2 separate regions of the Oryctolagus cuniculus genome follow, and region 2 is linked to region 1. A link is a contact called in public Micro-C data. All regions are on one chromosome and are shown on one strand. Each heading gives the region's core, a stretch centred on a gene start, on an enhancer-like site or on the middle of the called end of the contact. The rest is flanking DNA. Distances are from core to core; before and after follow the strand shown. Region 1 holds the start of S100A16 (S100 calcium binding protein A16). Region 2 overlaps S100A3 (S100 calcium binding protein A3).

The links. A called contact is a pair of places that touch in the nucleus more often than the background predicts.
Region 2: a contact with region 1 is called in a Micro-C map of ear pinna, with 2.0 times the contacts expected there. The contact joins the enhancer-like site here to the promoter of S100A16 in region 1. A contact is called at or near these places in 2 of 6 Hi-C or Micro-C datasets (ear pinna and skin fibroblasts).

Annotation. Positions count from the first base shown.
Region 1 is chr7:44,695,258-44,700,352 of mOryCun1.1, forward strand. S100A16 (S100 calcium binding protein A16) reads left to right here and starts at 2,113. Exons shown (of 3, transcript XM_051857287.2): 1 at 2,113-2,332. All of the region lies in intron 1 of S100A3 (S100 calcium binding protein A3), which reads left to right. It overlaps S100A14 (S100 calcium binding protein A14), which reads left to right. Exons shown (of 4, transcript XM_002715505.5): 4 at 119-838. The coding sequence ends at 256.
Region 2 is chr7:44,735,343-44,740,413 of mOryCun1.1, forward strand. All of the region lies in intron 1 of S100A3 (S100 calcium binding protein A3), which reads left to right. Among named protein-coding and RNA genes, the nearest start is that of S100A5, 22 kb to the right of the region's middle. Within about 2 kb of position 2,584, at least 4 of the 8 cell types and tissues checked have an H3K27ac peak or open chromatin away from gene starts, as enhancers often do. A contact at or near this core is called in ear pinna, where this site is marked.

The sequences.
Region 1 (5,095 bases), core at 863-3,362:
CACTGCCCAAGACCCCACCCACACAGGCACTGAGGTCCTGGGCCAGCCCCTGGGGAAGGGTGGGGCCGGTGGATCTGCAGGTGCTGCCTGGCTGAGCTGTGATGTCTTCCCTCCCCAGAGCAACTGTGGGCTGGAAGAGAAGATTGCCAACCTGGGCAACTGTAACGATGCCAAACTGGAGTTCGGGAGTTTCTGGGAGCTGATTGGCGAAGCCGCCAAGAGCGTGAAGCAGGAGAGCCCCGTCCCTGGGAGTTGAGGCTATCCCCCTGGGGTGCCTGGGGGGTGTTGGGAAGAGGGGACCTCGAGACTGTGAGCCTGGGAATAAAACTTCTCTCCACCACCACCCTGTTCCCCAGCCTGCAGCGCCTCTCACCTCTGCCAGGTGTGGCTCCGCAGCAGTCTACCCCAGGAGCTCTGTGCTCTTCCCCCTGGGTGCTCCGTGGGGTGTCCACTGGCGGGAGGCATGGCTGTGGGCTGGGGCTGGAGATGGGGGGACCTTGGAGGGTGGAGAGGAGAGGGCTGCGGGACATAGTTTGGAGGCAGGGGCTGGGGCTGCGGCTGGAAAGATGGTACTGAAAAGGGTCTTTGGGAACCAACCCTCCCAACCTCTTCCCTTCCTGTCTGTCCAGTGCTGTCCCTGTCTGCCTCCAGCCCTGCCCCCACTTCCTCCCAGGGCTCCATCCCTGGGCCGGGGCAGGGGAAATGGGGAGCAGGATGGGAGGAGAGGATGAGGAGGGAGTGCCTTTGGGGTGAGAGGACTGGCTGGGTGCTTGGACATTTACGGAATGATGGTTGTTTTATATCATTTGATTAATAAAAAAATAGAAAAATTAACAAATGTTGTCTTTTTTTTAAGATTTATTTTATTTATTTGGAAGGGTTACAAAGAGACAGAGAGGTCTATCCGCTGGTTCACTTCCCAAATGGCCGCAATGGCTGGAGCTGAACCGACCCAAAGCCAGGAGCCAGGAGCTTCTTCTGGGTCTCCCACATGGGAGCAGGGGCCCAAGGACCTGGGTCATCCTCTGATGCTTTCCCAGATGCATTAGCAGGGAGCTGGATTGGAAGTGGAGCAGCCAGGATTCAAACCAGCACCCTTATGGGATGCTGGCACTGCAGGCTGGGGCTTTAACTCGCTGCACCACAGAGCTGGTCCCACAAATGCTGATTGGATGCTTCTTCCTCCAGACTCCACAGACGAGAGGGTGGCAGTGGTTTTTAGGGGCAGTGAATTAGGACTCACTTTTCACCTGTATCTGGGTTGGGGATGGTACCAGGCCTCACAGGTGGCAGAACCAGTCCTGTCCAAGGCATGGGCTGCTCTCAGCCACAGGGCTGGTCCTCTGGCAAGAACTGAGGCCTAGGGGACACACCTGGGAAGGACATGAACCCAGGTGTCTTGGCCTGGGTTTGCATCCCAGCTCTGCCACTTACGTGTCTTTGAGACTCTGGGCGTGCCCTAGGGTACCAGTTTCCTCATCTGTGAAATGGGGATATGAAGGGACTTCCTCACAGGCTGGTTAGGAGGATGAGCATGGGGCACCCTGCCCTGTGAAGAACTTAGAGAGTCTGACACACAGCTGATGCCTGTGAGTGGGGGCCAGGGAGCCCCTACTCTGGGGTCAGGGCTGCCCCAGGACAGCGGGAGGCGGAGCTGCCAGTCTCCTGGGGTACCTAGGGAAAGGGTTCCCAGAGGAGTCCTCCTTTGCGCCTGGGAGGTCTTTGTGATGGGGGTGTGTATCAGGAGAGTTTTCTGTTGGACTGGACTGGAGATGGGAGACCAGGAAGCCAGCCTCTGGGCGCTGATGACCGCCTCTGACCTGAGCCCACGGAAATCAGGCACTGCTCCTGAAATCCCAACAATGGGGAAGTTTCTGTGGCCAGTTAGGGCTGGCCTGGAATGCTAACTGCACTTGTCTGTTACCTGGCTCTCAGGGATCCAGGTGAGAAGGGCAGGTGACAGGTGACAGGTGACAGTGCTTCCCGTCCCCTCTGCACCTGGTTGCTTCTGCTCCTGCCCTGCAGAGCAAGGAGGGTGGGGTTGGGGGAGTGCCAGCTTCCACCACTCCCTCTGGGGTGGGGGTAGAGGGGTGTGATAAAAGGTGTGTATCCCTTTAACAAGGGCCCAACCCCAGGGCCAAGTCAAGAGGGAGCTCAGTCACTATCTCCCCACCGAGCCAGCTCAGCCAGGCAGGGCTGGGGAGGGAGTGGGACAGATTCTGGGAGTGCAGTGGGGAGGAGTCCTGGCTGGGCTGAGCTCGGGGAGCTGCTTGGCAGTGTCAGAGCCCAGGCCCCAGAGCCCTGCTGGAGAGGAGGTGGACAGAGGAGGCAGGTGAGCACCCCAGGCCTGCCCTGGGAGGGACCCCGCGGGCTTGGGAGGCCAGGAGAAGTGACAGTGAGGGGTTCTGGGGAGAGGGGCCTGGCCGAGGCCCGGCAGGAAGGTTTTGTTAATTATTAACTTTCCTCCAAGGCCACTCTGGGAATGGGGAGTCCCGGGGGCTGGCAGAGGCCTTCCAAGGAGTGAATAGGGTGGCAAGACCCCCTCTCGGGGCCAGCAACCGCCTGGGCTCCTCTCCAGGGGCTAGGCCACTGGGCAGAGCGTTTGGGAGCTCTGCCCGCAGCGGCTCCGTCCTCCCCAGACAGAAATGGGCAAACGCACACCGGTGGGGGGCTGAGGGGTAGCCAGGCCTTGCCGCAGGCCTCACCGTGCCCTGGGAGAGGTGATGGGGCCCGGGAGGGCCCAGGGAGGCCGAGAACGCGGGCAGCGGGGGCAGGGGCTGAGGCGGCCTCTCTTCCACCCCGCGCCCTGGGCAGGTCCCGGAAGCGGGCCCCATTGTGCTCCCGGAGCTGTTCCTTGGGAGGGACCTGGGTGAGGCCCTGGGGAAGCCTGGGAGCTCCCCAGGAGAGGGTGAGGGAGAGGGGCGGAATCTCCAGCCCTGCAGCTTCTCCAGCTTACGATCCAGGCAGGTCGTGGCTTGAAGCCTTGATTGGCAGAGGCACCAGGTGTTAGGAGGCTGCCCCTGCCCTGCAGGTTGTGGGGGTGAGGGCAGGGGGGCTGGCGAGCCGGCTGCAGCCTTTCCCCACCCACTAGTAAAGTGCTCTGTGCTGGTGAGGCCAGGGGAGCCATGTGTCTGTGTGTCTGCTCCCAACTTCTCCGACTTCACTGGTCTCAGAGAACTTTTCTGAGGATCTGGCTTCTTGATACAAAAGCAGCAGGGGGTGGGAGGTAGCTGGCTTATCCAGGGGTGGCAGCGTGTCTTGCTATGTGTGTGTGTGAGAATTAGATGCAGGGAGCCCTGTGAGGCAGGGAGGGCTGAGGCAGGTGCACCTGTGTGAACCCTGAGCCTCGTTCAAGTGGAAAGAAAGGTTGAGAGGGAGCAGGGTGCAGGGCTGCGGAGACTGGGGAGATGGGTTTGGAACAATCTTGCAAATCGAGACAGCAGTGCCAGCCCAGCTGGGATTGAGCCTCTGTGTATATCGAAGGCAGCTGGGACACACGAGTGGGTCAAGAGGGAATGACTGGCCGGTGCCGTGGCTCAATAGGCTAATCCTCCGCCTTGCGGCGCCAGCACACTGGGTTCTAGTCCCGGTCGGGGCGCCGGATTCTGTCCTGGTTGCCCCTCTTCCAGGCCAGCTCTCTGCTATGGCCCCGGGAGTGCAGTGGAGGATGGCCCAAGTGCTTGGGCCCTGCACCCGCATGGGAGACCAGGAGAAGCACCTGGCTCCTGGCTTCGGATCAGCACGATGCGCTGGCTGCAGGGCGCCGTCCGTGGCGGCCATTGGAGGGTGAACTAACGGCAAAGGAAGACCTTTCTCTCTCTCTGTCCACTCTGCCTGTCAAAAAAAAAAAAAAAAAAAAAAAGAGGGAATGACTGAGAGAATGAATAAGTGATTCAATGAACAGACAAGCAAATGAATGATGGAGACATGAGGCAGGTGGAAGGGGCAAAGAGGATGGGCCTTTCAGCTTGGGCTCTGGAGAGAACAGAGGCTTGGGGAGAGGAGCCCATGGGCACATCCCAACACTTGGGAACAAGCAAAGACCCCAGCATGTCATGGGAAGAGAACGTCAGCTTTGCAGGGGTCAGGGGCTGGGGGCTGGAGAGGTGGGGGTGGCTAGCAAGCACTTGGAGGGGGTGGAGCTCCGCATCTGGGGGTGGGAGGGTGGGGCTCCAGTGGCTGGGATCCAGGGGCATGGTGTCAGGGCAATTTGGGCTTTTGGAGAAGTCAGCAAGCTGGGCAGAGGTGGGCGGGGTGGGGGTGAGAGCCTCCTGGTTGCTCAACGATGAATCAGCCCAGGAGAAGACAAAGAGAATATTGGGGGAGGAGCAGGGGCCAGGGCAAGAAGGCCCCTTGGAGGACACGTGGTCCCTTCGGTCTCCCTTTTTTGGAAGGCTTGGTATACACTATCCCCACTCCATCTCCCAGGCCAGTTGCAGGAACCACCTCCTGCCCAACCTTGCTAAGAAGGGGCTTCTGGGGCAGCACACCTGTGCCACCCCCATGCTGGAGCCCCATAGGCCTAGCTGGTGCGAGGACAGGCAGGCCAGAGGAGCAGGTGGCTGTGGGATGGGGAGGGTGGCAGCACCTGTCTCCTGGCTCCCAGGGGAGGGAGGGAGGAGGAGGGTAATGACACCTCATGGTCCCACTCTGATACCCTTCCTCAGAAGCCCCAGGTCCAGATGGTTATCTCCATTCCTGTCCATTTTAGAAGCAGGTGAGGAAGGGTGGGTTAGTGGGAGGAGAGCCTAGCAACCGCATGCCAGAGATGCTGACAGTGCCTGTCTGGTGACCAGCACCCCTGAGAGCAGGCGGCCGAGTCATCCCTTGGGTGCTCACCTCTGGTTGTTGCTGCCCGAGGCCGGGTAGGGGTGGGGCATGGTGTTGAGAAAGGACAGGAGGACCCTCTTCTGGCTGGAGAACCAGACTCCAAGGAGGCAGACAGCAGGAGAGTGGGCTGACCGGTGGCGACAGGCACCGAGACATCCAGTTCTTTCTCTTTCCCTGTCCCTGTCCCTGGCTGTTTGCCAAAGGATCCCTCAAGAGCGAGCGAGGTCCGAGCTGGTTAAGGGTGGGGGCTTCTCCGAGTTCTCCT
Region 2 (5,071 bases), core at 1,334-3,833, 41 kb after region 1:
GGAGTGGGGGGGAGGAGTGGGGGGAACTCCGGGAGTTCCGGGAGCCAAGGCAGGTTTCTTCTACGGTTATTTTAAATTCTGGCCTGAGGGCATTTGATGGCCAGAGGAAGAGAAGCAGGAAGCAGAGAGGTGGAGACAGGGCCCCACCAGAGAGGTGGAGACAGGGCCCCGAGCCCCGGAAGAGGCCGGGAGAGGACACCAATGGGCAGGGACCAAGGCTGCTGTGAGCGGGAATGGGAATCTCATGGAAGGGGCCTCACACTGTGACCGTCTGCATCCAAGCCAGGTCTCCTTGCCTCACTTTATTTTGTTTCATTTTATTTGAGAGAGAGAGCACCTTTGTCCACTGGTTCACTTCCCAAATGTGGGATGCATGGCAGGCCAAAGCCCAGAGCCGGGAACTCAGTCCAGAGTTCCAGTACCTGAGCCGTCACCTGCCGCCTCCCGGGATGGGCATGAGCAGGAAGCTGGAGCTAGGAGCCCTGCTGGGGTGGGGGCTGAACGCAACGCCCGCCTGATTGCTAATCAGGTGAGCGCCCGGTGAAGCACCCTGCACACTGTAGGTGCTGCACAGCAGGGGAGTGCACGGACCCACCGCCAGGGGCTAATCCGGAGTGACCCGGCCGGTGGGCAAGGCGGGGTGGTGGTCACGCCGGAGGGCACTGTACTAGGTCTCGTGAATAATGCAGTTTGGTGAGAGATTTCAAAGCTTATTTTTGCGCGCAAAGGGTAATAAAGAGATCTTTCTGGTGACGGCATCTGGGTTCAGAGATGCGGCCACGAGGTCACCCCTGACTCAGAGCTGACGCCGCCGCCGCCAGGACTTCCACCTGGACCCAAGCTCCTTTCTGCAGGGAACCCTCGGATCCCAGGCGAAGGCCGTGGGGGGAGACCCTGGCAGCGCAGCCCTGTCCCACACCTTAACCCTCTCCTCTCCGACCCCGAGGCTGTGAGCACACTTCCGAGGTCTCAGAAGCTCACCTGGGCTTTCCAGCAGGGACTGCCCAGGAAAGCCCTTCTGTGCGGGGCAGGTGTGCGGGCGTGGGCGTGGGAAGGCTCCCTGGAGATGAATCAGCACCCCTGCCTCCTGGTGAGTCAGCAGGAACGCGGCCCGGGAAGGGCTGGCGGCAGGCGGGCCGGCACCACGGCCAGGGGAACCGGGAGAGCAGACGCCAGCGCCGCAGCCACGCTCCTCGACCACCAGGGGGCGCAAGCCCGTCGGGCAGAACCCAGCAGGCCGCCCGCGCGAAACCGGCGCTGCGGTGGCGCCACGCAGCTTGGCAGGGTCACCGCCTTGCATGTTCCACGGCCTGACTGTATCCTGACTTCTGTGCTTCGTAGAGAACTGGAGACTGTCCCAGCCGGTGTAGTGACTCTGTGCCCAACTGTCTCCTGCGCTGGGGCATGGAGGTGCCCAAGATCCCGGCAAGTCCCAGCAAAGTAGTGTGGCTGGCACCAGCGTGGGGCGCGTGGCCGTCTGACGGGCCTGCCTGTTAGCTTCAGTCCCTGGTCACGGCTGGCTTCAGGGGCTGCCCTGGTGTCTGACAGAACAAGGACAGGAGCCTCGGCCATTTTAGGTTTTTGCCTGAAAGTAGAGAAGATGCCATTTTACCCCTTGCCCTGGCCTTCTTCCAAGAGACACGCCCTGTATTGTTCACCCCACCTCCTGCATTCTTCTCCTGGTTTGAAAGCCGGTGTGGAAACCTGAAAAACCTGTAGGGAGAAACTCACCTCCGTCTCTAACCCTCAGCCCACCCTGAGCTAGGTACGGCCTGGCCCACTGAGGACTGGCCCTCTGCCAGTTGGTCACCCACCTCTGCGAATTTATATTTCTTGAATAAATTCCTCTGGGTTGTGTGTCCGTATCCTGTCTCCTCTGTGTTCTGCGCCCCTTTTCCTTACAGTCAGCCCCCCCCCCCCGTTTCTGTTTTCCCTGTCCCCCCAGCCCCACCCCTGTTTTGCTTTCTCTCTCTGACTGCTTCTCTGACCTTCCCGGTTCTCTGGGCTCCCTCACTGGTCCCTGGGGAAGGAAGCTTCCTGCAGTGACTCCATGGAGCCCTGATTTCCACCCTGGGGTCTCAGCAGCACCCTGGGCCCCAGAAGAGACCTTGCTGTTGGGTGGTGTGGTTTCAGGAGGCGAGAAGGACCCTAAAGAGTGCCCCCTGCCCTTTGGTAACCATCAAGCTGGCTGGCACCCAGTGTGGCCGCTCCCGTTGCTCATGCCGGAGGAGTGAGACTGGGTCCCGGGGTGGGTGAGCTCACCGTGAGGGGGTGAGGACGAGAGAAGACAAGATGCCTGAGGATGCAGGCTGAGGGCGGGGGTGGGGTGGGGTGGGGGGAGAGCCCTGCGTGGGACAGGCAGGTGGAGGCCTGGTCTGGTGGGACCCTGGAGGGCTCCCTGAGGTCCCTGGAATTTAGCTGGCCTTTGCAGGCTCTCCACGGGAGGAGATGAGGCGTGGGTGCGTGGGGCACCTTCTGAGACCCAGGGCCTTGGCCCTCATTGTGTCCCACCCTGCCCAGCCCAGGGTCCAGTGGTGAAGGGTCTCCGTGCTAGTGCTCTGGGGCCCAGGCTTCCGGCTGCTGCTGCCTTGGCCCCAGGGGACAAGGGCGGTGCCGGCTGAGTCACTGCCTGGGCATCTGAGGCTGGGTGAGTCACCTTGGCCGGGAGGGGAAAGAAGCTGCTTCCCATCTGCTGGGGGGAGGGGAACTGGGCCCACAGGAAGGGCGGTGCCCAGATGGGCCGGGGTGGACGAAGAGCAGAAGGACCCTGGGCGTGTGTGTGCGTGTGTGTGTGTGTGTGTGTGTGTACTGTTCTCTACCCAAGTCCCTCCCGGGGTGGGGGCATGTAGGGGTGGGAGGAACACACCCGCTTGCCCTCCAGGTTGGAGCAAAGGAGGCCCAGGTGCTCCTGTTCCCCCCTCGGCCCCTCCCGGCCTCCTTACACGCCACACAGCCAACATTTGTTTCCCAGCTGTGTCTGCATGCCGAGCAATCCCATGGTTCCCTGCGAGGTGCCCTGAGCACACCCAAGGCACCCCTTTCCTCACCAAGAGGGGTGTGGTGCCGGCCATTAAAAAGAACTTTGGGGAGGGCGTTTGGCATCGTGGTTAAGTCCCTGTGCCCTGTATCACCGTGCCTGGTTCGAGCCCCAGCTGTTCCACTGCCAGTCCAGCTTCCTGCTAATGTACACCCTGGCAGGCAGGCGATGGCTGGAGTGTCTGGGTCCCTGCCACCTTGTGCGAGACCTGGGTTGAGTTCCTGGCTCCTGGCTTTGGCCTGGCCCAGCTCTGGCTATTGCAGGCATTTAGGGAGTGAACCAGTGAATGGAAGACCTCTTTCTCTCTCTGTTTATCTCTCTGTGTCTCACTGCCTTTCAAATTCAATGAAAAGAAATCAGTAAAAATTAAAAAACCCCATGTTTCCCGCACCCGACATCATCACCTGTGCTCCCAGCTACCTTCTCTAGCTCTCAGCTTTCTCAGGGTGGCCCCAAGCTGTTCTTGCCTGTCTCTCTGTGTGTCTCACACACGCACACACACGTGCACATACATGAACACACATGTATACACACGAGTAGGAGTGCAGGGCCCAGGTGTTCCCACCTCTCTTTGTGCGTCTCTCAATACATGTACACACATGTGCACATACATGCACACACATGCACAGGAGTGCAGGGCTTAGGTGTTCCTGCCTCCCTGTGTGTCTCACATACATGTACACACACGTGCACACACATGCGTAGGAGTGCAGAGCTCAGGTGTTCCCAGCTGCTCCAGGCTCTGACACTGGAGAGAGCCGACCCAGGATGTCACAGAACAAGAGCTTCCACGCCCCGTGACAAGGCTGCCAGGACACCTCCTGCCCCCTGCTCTGGCTCGGGTGGGCTCCACGCTGCTCTTGGCCTGGCCTGGAACCTCCTCCAGCTGGAGGCAGAGCTGGAGAGAGCACGGGTGGGGCCGCAGGAGGCTAGCTCTGGTGGGAGCGAGTTAGGACAAGTTTGGTTTCCTTGAAACGCCAGTTGGAAGCCAATGAAGGTGGGGCCTAAATCCCCACGGGCCCTGGCCGGCGGTCCTTCCTGGTCTCTCTGCCATGTGGGCGGGGCGGGGAGGACCCCATCTTGGCCTGGTCTCCACAGTGTTCTCATGCTGGCTCTCTTGGTGGGATCAGCCTGGGGCCTCTCTGGATCTTTCCTATTTGGGGGACCCCCCGTGAAGTGACAGTTTGAGGGGTCCTTTTCCAGCTTCGTCAATGGGTTCTCAGCTTAGAGGTTGCTCTGAGCTGTCTCTTAGGGTCTCAGTCTGGGGGCCCTTCTCTGGGGGTCATGCAAGGCGTTTAACGCCAACCCTGCTTGTTTTTGCTTTTCACAATGTCCTAGATTCTAGCAGGACTAAGGACAAGAGACGGGGTCCTGGGCGCTGGGGTCCTGGGTGCCGGCCCCTGCCTGGTCCGGGCCCCCTGCCTGGTCCGGGCCCCGCCCACTGCTGCCTCCTCCCTCCCACCTCACTGAGGGCAGGGCTGGCAGAGGAGGGCCCGCGGCTTTCCCTGCCTCTGCACCAGCTCCCCTACCCTCACCCCGGGACCCCTGCTAGCCTTTGAGGGCTGATCTGAGCAGCTCAGAGATGGGGCCTGGGAAAGGGTGACCTCTGAGGCCTGCCCTTGTGCCCCGGATTCCGCCCTCATCCCCAGGACGCTTAACTTGGTTTCCTTCTGAGCCCAGCGGAATCCTTCCTGGTGGGGAGGGAGTTCAGCTACCTTCTCCCCACCTGGGCTGTGGCCCCACAGGGACAGGTGGTGCATTCCAGTGCCCACCTCCTGGCTCCCTGGCGCCCAGCAAGGCCTGCTGCAAACTCCTGCCACTGACTGTCCATTTCTCTGTCCTCACTGGGCCCTCACAGGGGCTTGCTGGGGATCCCTTCCCAGGCTGCCCGGTGGGGAGGGAGAGCTGGGCCCTGACCCATGAGCCTGTGGGGTCTGGTGTGGAGGTGGAAGTGGGGTCAGCTCAGTGAAGACCCTGCTCCCTCTGGCTCTCGGGAGAAGGGGCTGAGGAGGCGCTGACAGTGTTGGGCAGCCT